Linked DNA regions of Lactuca sativa: region 1 is linked to region 2. The links are chromatin contacts, called in public Hi-C maps. All regions are on one chromosome and are shown on one strand. Each heading gives the region's core, a stretch centred on a gene start, on an enhancer-like site or on the middle of the called end of the contact. The rest is flanking DNA. Distances are from core to core; before and after follow the strand shown. Region 1 holds the start of LOC111905528 (probable hexosyltransferase MUCI70). Region 2 holds the start of LOC111905527.

Region 1 (5,533 bases), core at 2,635-5,134, 180 kb before region 2:
CTTTACAATAAAATTAATCTCAAGACAAATGATAAAAGACAAAGACAAAACTGCACAAATGGTCCTTGTGGTATGTCGAAAATTGTCACTTTGGTTCAAAAAGGTTTGGACTAGCACTACAGGTCCAAAGTTTTCATTTTGTTGTGAGTTTAGTCCAATCTGTTTTGAAATTTTATAAAATGACGATTTTGCCCTTTGTATTTTCATTTTTTATTTATTTTTTAAATTACAAAAACTAAAAAAGGAAAAAAAAAAATCTATTTGTATTATCACCCCACCCCATATTTTTCTCTCTCCCATAAAGAAAAAGGAAACACCACCAGATTCCGGTGGCTGCCGGAGCACCGTTGTCCGACCACTAAAACCACCGCCAATGTCGGAACCCTAGAACTATTCGGCGCCGACCTCGCTGGAGAAAAAATAAAACTGAGATCTGAACCTCCAGAGACCATCATTCTTCTTTCTTTCTGCTGCTACGATGGCCATCTCTCTCTCTCTCTCTCTTTCTTTTTCTCTTTCTCTCCCTTCTACTGTTATGAACCGCCTGTCGGACCATCCAAATCACCACCGATGACGAAGATCTGAACATCTCGCCGCCACGACAGAGATCTAGATCTGCTGGTTGTTCGACAAGAAAAAGAGAGAGAAAGCGGGTGAAAACAGATCTGAAAACTTAGGGTTTCGTAAAACTAGAAGGGTGGCGGCGCTAGGGCTTTTGCTATGTAGATACCTCATCGGAGAAGAAGAGAGACGAGCGGTTTGATGGTTCTGACGTCTGAAACTAGAGTTTTATCGAGCCACAGACATCATCGTCATCGCCGATGACGAACAGATCGAAGGCGTCATCAGATGAGAAGATAAAAGACAAAGGCGATGATGGTTCCGACGAAAAGCAAATAGAAAGAGGGAGAGATTGAGTCCGGTTTCCGACAGATCTACGTCGTCCTTAGAAGGGTTTCTTGTTCGCCGGAAAAATGATATCTTAGATTTTGCAATTGATTTCTCGATTTCTGGCAAACCCGACTCAGTTCATCTATCTTCTCAGTTCGTCATGCGCCCTTCGCCTCTTTCTCAGATCTATGGCACCAGAAACCCTAGCCTCAAACATCGAAACCCGCTTCGTCGGAAGCCTCCATCGCCGGTGGTGGTGGCTGCTGGTGAAGAAGATGAGCAACTTTTTGTGTGAAACGAGAAAGAGAGAGAGAGAGAGAGAGAGAGAGAGAGAGAGAGAGTTTGCATTTTTTTCTGTTATAAAAAATTATAAAAATAAAATAAAAAAGGAAAATTTTCTTTTTTATTTTTCTTGTAATCAGAAAAAAAATTTAAATAATAAAAAAAACTGAAAAAGGAAAAAGCAAGGGCAAATTCGTCATTATGAAAAAGTTCATAGCAAATTGAACCAAACGCGCAACAAAATGAAAAGTTTGGACCTCTGGTGTTAGTTCAAATATTTTTGGACTAAAGTGGTAATTTTGAGCAAACCACAATGACCATTTGTGCAGTTTAGTCAAAAACAAATGATAAAAATTAACGTATCTCCATTCTTAATAAACAAAACCATATTATACGTGTCAATCCTCTCAATGCATCTTTAGTCAAATGTAAAATTACCATTCTACCCTTATTTTTTAAATATCAGAGAAAACCTACGATCTACCCTTATTTTTTAAATATCAGAGAAAACCTACGATTTTAAATGATATGCATGAAATATGGAAACGGAAATTAGATATGGAAATATGGAAATTCTGAATTTTCAATATGGAATATATGGATGGTTATCGAATTGAATATGAAATCCATATGATATCGAATTGAATTGAATATGGAAATTAGATATGCTCAATTTATCTCAATACATACAATATGTTTCATTCTTTATAGCATCGTCTTTCCAGCAATTAAGCATCATCGACACTTCAGTTATCGCATATTCAATCAGCGACTTTGAATCCTTCGGTAATCGACACTTCAGAAACTTCAATCATTCGGTAAGTTTCTGCTTCTCAATTTTGCTTCTCAATGTGTATCTGTACGCTCCTGCTTCTCAATGTGTATCTGTAAGCTTCTGCAATTCACTCCCACTTTGAAAATCCATAAATTGCAGTCATGGTAATGTTTTTCAGTTAAGTGTCAGCAAGATTATGGTTGTGGACTGTTCACTTATAAACTGTAGATCGATCCATCTCAGTTTTTATATGATTGTGATTTGGCTTATAAGTTTCTACTGGTTTTCGCTTTCATATATATTTCTATTCAAATTCATATAATTCTCGGCGCACTTTGATTGTTCTTTCATTCGTTTTTCCCTTCTTGCTATTGGTTTTTTTGCTGCTGTCGAAGCTTCCTTCTTCTCCTTTTTGTTCTGGTATATGATACAATTAGAACTCAACAAATCCTGGCTTTTTTTTTGTTGATGTCGATTTTTTTTTGTGCTGCTGTGTTTTATTTTTTGTGCTATCTAGACTAGAAACAACAGCTTCATTCAAGGTATCACAAATCTTGCCTTTATTTTCCCCTTTGTTTGTTGTTGTTGTTTTTTTTAGCTGCTGATCTCGAATTCCCTTTGTTTTTGCTGATGCCCCCTTAACCTAAACATAGATACTTTTCATCTTAGAATTTTTAAAAATTTCGTTTACTATCTGTGTGAATGTGTGTGTTTGGTAGATGTGTGTGCACAATGAACTGTCCATCTTAGAATTTCATATTGCCATCATTTTGTTACAAACAAATCATCTAAATTTGTAAATGAATAGATGTTTGAAAATCATTAATTAATATTATGCCTTTGAAGTATCAATATAAGTTAAGCAGGAACTATCCTTGCAAGTGAGTAAATTTTTCTGAAAATTTACTATAATACCCTTTTGGCTGTAAATTGCATTATAGTAACATTTCCTTACTTTAATGTGATATGAGTTTCCTACAGTGTACTGTGAACCCTATCTTGTATATGAACATATCTATTTCTCCAGTGTATTAGTTTCACACTATTCTTATTTAAGCATTGTATTTTATAAGTACAATGCCATAATTTAGTTTTAGTTTCCAAATTAATTCGTAGCATAATCTAATTATGACTTTTTTATTTCTATTATGTGTAACTGAAAGATGAAGTTGACTAATGAATGTACTTTCATTTTACTTTTTACAAATATTTTGGTTAAACATCAACTATTCCTACAAATGAGTAAAATTTTCTAAAAATTACCATAATAACCTTTTGGTTCTAAATTGCATTAGAATTTAATTTCTTGACTTTGATGTGATATGATTTTGCTGCATACCCTATTGTAAACTCTAAAAGTAAAAGTATCCATTTGGAACCTGCTACCAAGGTAAGATTTTACATATGATGTTCAATTGGTTGTCTCTACTTTAAAAGTACATTGCTATAATTTATGCAAATGGTTATTGTTACTATTATCTAAAGTACATTGACTTTTATGATTTTTTGCTATAATATAGGAAAAAGTTGGAATTTTCTTTAGATTGTGTAATTTTATATACTTTTTTACAAATTTATATTAATATTAATTTTAAATAATCAATACAAATAATGCCAAAAAACTTGACTCTTATTAATAATATAAATTTGTTTTTAAACTTTTTACCCGTGGTTTCCACGGTGGTAACCTAGTAGTTAACTATTTATAATCAATCTTTCCGAAAAAAATACAATTTCAGATAATAAATATATTTAAAAAATTAATAAGGGTGTTTATATTGTAAGATAGGATCTGTTTTTAACCTACCCATAAAATTGATTACATTTGCTGCCAATTTAACGTGGTCAACTGGTCATACCAAGGATTTTGGGGTATTTTTATATTTTCTCTTAAAATTTAAGTGGATAATTTAGAATATTTGTAACTATTACCTACTCATAAGTCACAACTCACAAGGGGTTAACATTGAAGTTGAGAATGCTCTGATAAATCCCACAGAATCCCCAATTCAGATTTCCACGATCCAAACAGTTTTTGACAAGATTTGAAATAGTCAAATACGCAAGAATCTCTAGATCTGCTGCAGAAGAAGATGGTTTGGGGCTGCTAATCAGGTTTCGGATTTTTTAGAACAGGGAAAACTGGGACTAATCGTCTACTTGGTTTACTCAATAATTTCTCTACACTTTTAATCAACTAGAAGAACTAGGACAATGAGATGAGAGGGAATTTCAAATCTTGAAGGAAACATGATAACGAGTAATGGGTCATTGGATCTCTAAGACGATCAAGTAATGTGTCATTACAATCTCCATTAACAACAGAATTTGATCAATCAACGCCACCGGTTACTTACAGGAAGACCTCAAATTATGTTTATCGGTAAAGAGAAGGATGAGATGTTCATGTGGATCTTCAAATTCGCAGCTCGAAAGAAGCTTGGAATGCTGCTCCTGTGTTTTGTTTCAATAGCAGTCGTGTTGTGGATACTTTATGTCGGCAAGGGTTTGTTCTTCGTTTCTCTAAAATCAATCAATTATGGCTCTTACACACTAGCCTTTCGAGTGTTAAACCAGTTGAATTTCTGTTGAAATTATTCTATTCCTTTTGAAATAGTATCGACTTAGATCTATAAACAAAGGTATTAAACAACGAAATCTATTTCCGAATTCTGGATTTGGAAAGTGTTAGGTTTTAGGAACTTAAATTTATCCTCTTCAAAACTATGCCAAAACTCGCTTATTAAATGTGAATATGTAATTAGACAATATCAATCCACTTGGCTTCATAAGCAAAGCACTATTGTTATCATGATCATCGAATTCAACCATTAAATGCTGCTATACTTTTGAATTAGTTTTTATAGTATAAACAACTTGTGCCCTAAAATGAATATTCTTCATTCTTTTGGTTGTTTTCAGGTGAGGTTACACAAGAATTTGGCTCTGTGAGGAGCTTAGGGTTCATAAACATTTCAACTGTAGGATTTTCTGGACATTCTTCACCTAATGATGAAATAAAGATTACCATTTATAATGATAAAAAAATTACAAGTCAATCTCCTCCACCTCCTATTTATAATACCGGATATACCCTTCTTCCTGGGAACCCTTGTGAGACCTTTACATTGCCTCCACCACCAGCTGATAAAAAAAGAATTGGGCCACGTCGTAAGTTCATAAATTTCTTTTTTTTTTCCTTTATAATTTTAAATCCCTTAAAATATTCATCCACTTTTTCTTTCTGTTTTGACACTTTTCTATGTTTCAGCATGTCCTGTGTGTTATCTTCCTGTGGAAGAAGCAATTAAATTGATGCCAAAAGCGCCTTCATTTTCTCCTATTCTCCAAAATCTGACTTACATTCATGAAGAGAATTCAACTAAAAGTGAGTTTGGAGGCTCGGTTTTTGGTGGGTATCCTTCTTTAAAGCAGAGGCTTGAATCTTATGATGTTAAAGAGTCGATGAAGATTCATTGTGGGTAAGTTATCTCTGGAATCCATGATCATTTAACAAATGGAAGGAATGGAATCTGACAAAGGAATTGGAATATGAAGGAATTATAATCTTCCATGTGTTTGGTT
Region 2 (5,594 bases), core at 639-3,138:
TCTTTTTTCTTTTATAAGTAATCATTTTTTCTGACTGTTAAGTGTATGTGTATTATATATTATAACAATCAATATACTTTGTTCAAATTTACTCACATGAGGCCCTACCATGGATATGCTTAGTACCAAAAAGTACAAATTTTTTTGTCAACTTACCGGTTTACTTAATTTGAAGATGATAACATTTGTTTTAAACATCTATCTTTATAAATTCTTCATTCCCATGTGATATCGACTACTGTCATCTTAAAACTAATATTCCTTTTAGTATGTAGTAATAATAATAATAATAATAATAATAATAATAATAATAATAATAATAATTAATGATGATGATTATGTTAATTTTACTATCTTTTTTAGTGGAACTAACTTGGTATTTGTTGTCTAGGCTAAAATGATGAAGCTTTGATTGCTTGTAGAAGATTCCGCTTCTCCAAAACCTTCTTTACTTGTAGTGGAGGAAAAGTAGGTATTTTCTTCTTCGATCCCATCTATAAATTTGTTTTAAATTGTAACTTTTCACCGTGTTTTTCAATGTGTTGGATGTCATTGACTATTAAGGTAAATTGCTCAATTTAGATAACTAACTTATACTAATGACTAATGATTTGCTTCTATTTAAGTATTTGACCAAATCATGGATGGGCACGAAAATCATATAATAAGAGACAAAAGTAAATCCTCTTATGATTATAGTAAAAATGTATTATAAGATTTTTTTAAAGTTAGAATCTCTATGGTTTTATAATTTCTGTAGGCATTAAACTTTGTTGAAGGATTAGACATGACTTGTGATTTTATAATGGTCGGATCCAAATCATGTTTTATAATTATTATTTTGCAAGGGTAAGTATGTTGTTATTTTCATCTCTATTATGTACTAATTATAATGTTTGTTGGAACATTTTTTTTAGGTAATGAATTGGAAGAGAGATAAAGCTGTCAGAGGAGATGGAAGTTTTTTAGCATTATGTTTATTATTTGTGGAGAATGTATTTAAAATTTAAGAAGGTTCTTGTTTTCAAAATTGTATAGACAATGAGATTATATAAACAACAAACTATAATTCATTTATCATTCGACCCGTTCACCGAACATGTATTACACTAGTTCCTATAATACATTGAGTAAACTATATTGAAGATAATGTTTTTCATGTTATTGGTCTCCATCTCTAGTACTTTTAATTTTTGTATTTAATATCTTAAACAATAAATTCTATAAAATGACGATGTGTTTTTTTTTCTCTATCAAATGTAGTTTTTTTTAAACAAAGTAGTGCATTTTAATAAGATATTTAACAAAATGGTGTTGTTTTCAAAATATTTATCATTTAGGTTAAATTTTATACCAAATCAAAATTAAAAGGTGAAATAAAAAAATTGACTTATGATGAGAATTTACTTTTTCGTTTTGTTCATATTTGAATAACTTCGTTTTTTAACACATCTAGGTAATGAATTTGATGAAAGTATTTTACATATAACAATTATGACAAGATGTAACATGTCACAATCTATCATAAGAGTTTTATGTGAACATTTCCAAAAAATTTATTAATTAGATTTATACAAAAAAAATACTTATGTTAGTATGTATAAACTCAACAAACAAAAAATAATTATTTTAATAAGCCAATTTTGAAATAACTTGGAAAAGTTAAAGTCCATTTATGGACAAGTTAAAGTCCATTTTTGATGCCGATTTTGACCCATTATACTTGTAACAAAACTATACAAATGAGTATGCAAAAGGTACAACTGATCGATGCGTTGTCCAAGGGTTTGGTCCAGGTCGTAATACCGAAGGTACACATGACGTCATCTTTTAGACTGAAATGACGGAAATACCCATGCGCTTACAATGTTCTTCCACCTCTTTCCCCCAAAAATTTCTCCCTCGTATTTACCACCATCGTCTTCCTCTCGAAACCAAGGAGACCAAAATTCTAGAATCTAGAGAGAAAGATGATTCCTCAACAATGGACACCTCCATGCGGAAACCAATGCACCAATAAATACGCAGCGTTGATGCAGATTCCTTGTAGGTTTTCTGTTTCCCCCTGTATATTTCTTGATTCGCGTTACCATTTCTGGATTAACACCATGAATTGATGGTTTCTGTGTGTATTTATGTTTGCAACATTGTATATTTAGTTTAATCGGTGCTATATTTGCTTTGTAACAGTGTTTGTTTACCCCAATATAATCGGGGGATTACGAATTGAAATCGGTGCTCCCTTCTTTCCATAAAACAGCTACATTTTCATTTTTGTGCGAAATTGATAGTAATTTTTTTTATGTGTTACTTGTTATAGGTTATGACGCAGTTAAAAATTTCTTTCCTTAGGATCTTACATGAAGTTCGATTTTGAAATTTTTTGTTGGAATTCATATCTTCCCTGAATGCATTGGATGTGTTTATGATATTGGCTTCCAGTTTCTTTATTAGATGTTGCATTTGTTTGTTGTTTCCATCAGTGTTCACATCATCTTGAATTCGTTCCTATTATTATTCACAAGGGCGTAATTCTATGTGAACTAATATGCCAATTTTTGTGACATTTATGATTCTTAATTCTTGACATGGGGTTTTCTCTGAGGACAAAAATTAATACTAACATTACAAATTAAAGATTTTGCCAAGTATTTCTATGGTTTCTTTACAATTTTGTATTCAAAGTTTTCAACACCATTTCCTCGAGATATTATATACAATTTTGAAGTTTGACCAAGTTATTACCAAATAAGTGTTATTTTTACTGAAAACAATTTACACATAATAGTCATTATCTTCTCTAAATCCAACTGAGTCTAAATTTTTGGTGTATTTGGTAATAAGACAAGCTTAGATACTTCTGGATAATATACTAATAGTGACATCACATGTGGTAATTAACACTTCAAAACATGATTTTCTTCTTTTTATTTCACTTTTTGAGCATGTGCTTATTTATTTGAGAAAGATACGTATATATAACGGATTCTATTTTCCATTCATTGTTGTCATACTTTTCATATCGGACATTTTTGACCTATTATTAACACCTCATAGATGTCTTGATCCGAATACGTATAAAATCATTTTTGAATTTGATCATTGTCCTTTGACATATAAATAAATTTGTTATTCTTTTTCATAATAACCTTTGGGACCTGTCCTGTGTCTGAATATTTCAGGGAGGGTATTCTGTAAGAAAGGGTGTAATGCTGATGGTGATACATGGGAGGAATGTAAGTCTCAGTTTCTTGCTTTGCTTCTTTCTTTTGTTAATCTCCATTGGTTTTCTTTATTAAAATATATCTTTATTACGTTTTTGGTCCCTGAGTTAAGCTGATTTATAAAATTTCCATCCCCAAAAAGTGTTCTCTTGCAGTTTTGGTCCTTATATGAGTTTTTTTTTTTTTTTTTTTTTTTTTAACATTTTTGGTCCCTATTCCAAGTAAGTTGACTATAATATTCTTGGGAACATAATTGCAAGAGTAAATTACACGAATGGTCCCTATGGTTTGGGGTAATTTGCGTGCTTGGTCCCTAACTTATTTTTTTTAACTCGGAATGTCCCTACTATTTGTTTTTGTTATGCGCTTGGTCCCTGTATTACCTAAAAAAATCACTACATTATTTAAATAGGGAAAATTGGTGAGGTAGGTAAGGTAAGGTAAGGTGAGTGGGGTTGGGGTTGGGGATGGGGGTGTGTTTATCTAAATAGATTAAAAAATCAAGGGAAAAATAGTCTTTTTAGGTAAGACAGGGACCAAGCGCGTAACAAAAACAAACAGTTAGGGACCAAACACGCAAATTACCCTAAACCATAGGGACCATTCGTGTAATTTACTCTAATTGCAAACATCAGCTATATTTGGAGAAAAAAAATAGTCATTTTACTTGAAAAAGGGAATAAAAACGTTACAAGAACCTCAATAAGGAACAAGAGACAACTTTTTTGTATCAAAACTGAAAAAATCAGCCAAACTCAGGGACCTAAAATGTAAATCACCACTGGTCTTATTTTGTGTAAGTGTAAATATATTTAGGCTTGAGTGAGTGTGATGAGATATGCTACAAAGATCCAGTCTTGAAAGACCAACAATGGAGTGCTTACATTGATCGCTCCCCTGGTTCTGCTACTTACTCACAGGTTTTTTTATTTCTTCAACTTTGTGTGTGTAAAAAGACGTGAATGCCCTTATCCTCATTTCATCAAAAATAGCCCCATATGACCAATTTGGGATTTTAGGAGATAACATGCCCAAGATTTTACCATATTAATAATAATGAGTTTTAGGGAATGAGGGCAAATTTGTAAAAAATATGGACTTACTTAATGGGGAAAACCTCAATTATTGATTTTCTGTTTTAAGTCATTCTTTCTACATTAAGTAAAAAATAAATAAACAATTATATAATGACAAAACTGCACAAATGGTCCCTGTGGTTAGCTGAAAATTGCCACTTTGGTCCAAAAAGGTTTGGACTTTCATTTTGTTGCGAGTTTGGTCAAGTTTTCTATAAACTTTTTCATAATGACTATTTTGCCCTTATTTTTTTGTTCTTTTTCAGTTTTTTTTTATTTTTATTTAAATAGTTTTTCTGATTAAAAGAAAAAATAAAAAATAAAATTTGCATTTTCTAATACTTTGTCTTCAGGATTGCTTTCATGCTTGTGTCTCGGGCTGTGGTTATAAGGTCAGTTTTGTTTTTGTTTTTCTTTTCTTTTCTTTTTTGATTAATTTTAGACAAAAATGCAAAAATGGTCCCTGTGGTTTGCATTTTTTTTTCCGGGTTTTGGTCCAAACAGTGAAAATTTATAATTAATGATCCTTTTGACCATGTTTCTTTATGGATTTGGTCCCTGTTAAAATTGAAAAGTCTATTTTACCCTTTTAATTTCTTTTTCCCATTATTTGTTACTTTTTGGACCAAAACCCGGAAAAAATGCAAACTACAGGGACCAATTTTGCAGTTTTGTCATAGTTTTATGTTGGAATTTCATTTCTTAGCTTGTGTGAGGAATGAAATGGCTTATGGCTATGTAAATACAATTTATTGCAGTTTGATATTCCATCTGAAAAAGTTACTGAAGTTCATCCAAACCGCCCATTACCACCACCACCTGCCGCCAAAACCAACCCACCACCACCCCGAAAATCCGGCTCTATCACTGAAGATGTACCCAGCACTTCAGCATAACCAGAGTTTTTATGACACATGTAAAATGTGTCAATTTTGTCTCAAAGTTATTTAACCCAAGGAATCAGATGATTACATAATGGTTACTAAGTTTTTTGTTTTTTCCCCTCACCCGGGGGTATAAATGACTTTTGACATCTTTTTACCTGTAAATGGTAAGAAACCCTAGAAAAAAAACGTTATTTAGGTTTTTATGATACCATTGCCTTGTAAACTTTGGTAACGAGGGAAGATTTGTTGAAAATTTGACAAATTTTTATATATAATTGAATTGTGTTTATTTTATGATACTAAGTTTCTCTGGACTTTTTTAATCTGTAACGAAATCTAAAAATATGGGATTGAGACTCTTTTATTTGTGTAAAAGATGTGAATGCTTTATGTTCTTTAAACCACTT

Evidence for each region. A called contact is a pair of places that touch in the nucleus more often than the background predicts.
Region 1: a contact with region 2 is called in a Hi-C map of leaf, with 3 times the contacts expected there. The contact joins the promoter of LOC111905528 here to the promoter of LOC111905527 in region 2. A contact is called at or near these places in 2 of 4 Hi-C or Micro-C datasets (both in leaf).

Annotation. Positions count from the first base shown.
Region 1 is chr1:232,415,209-232,420,741 of Lsat_Salinas_v11, reverse strand. LOC111905528 (probable hexosyltransferase MUCI70) reads left to right here and starts at 3,884. Exons shown (of 10, transcript XR_006184403.2): 1 at 3,884-4,454; 2 at 4,871-5,119; 3 at 5,220-5,430.
Region 2 is chr1:232,231,793-232,237,386 of Lsat_Salinas_v11, reverse strand. It overlaps LOC111905527, which reads left to right and starts at 1,888. Exons shown (of 5, transcript XM_023901210.3): 1 at 1,888-2,046; 2 at 3,183-3,236; 3 at 4,041-4,144; 4 at 4,654-4,692; 5 at 5,059-5,490. The coding sequence starts at 1,971. The coding sequence ends at 5,196.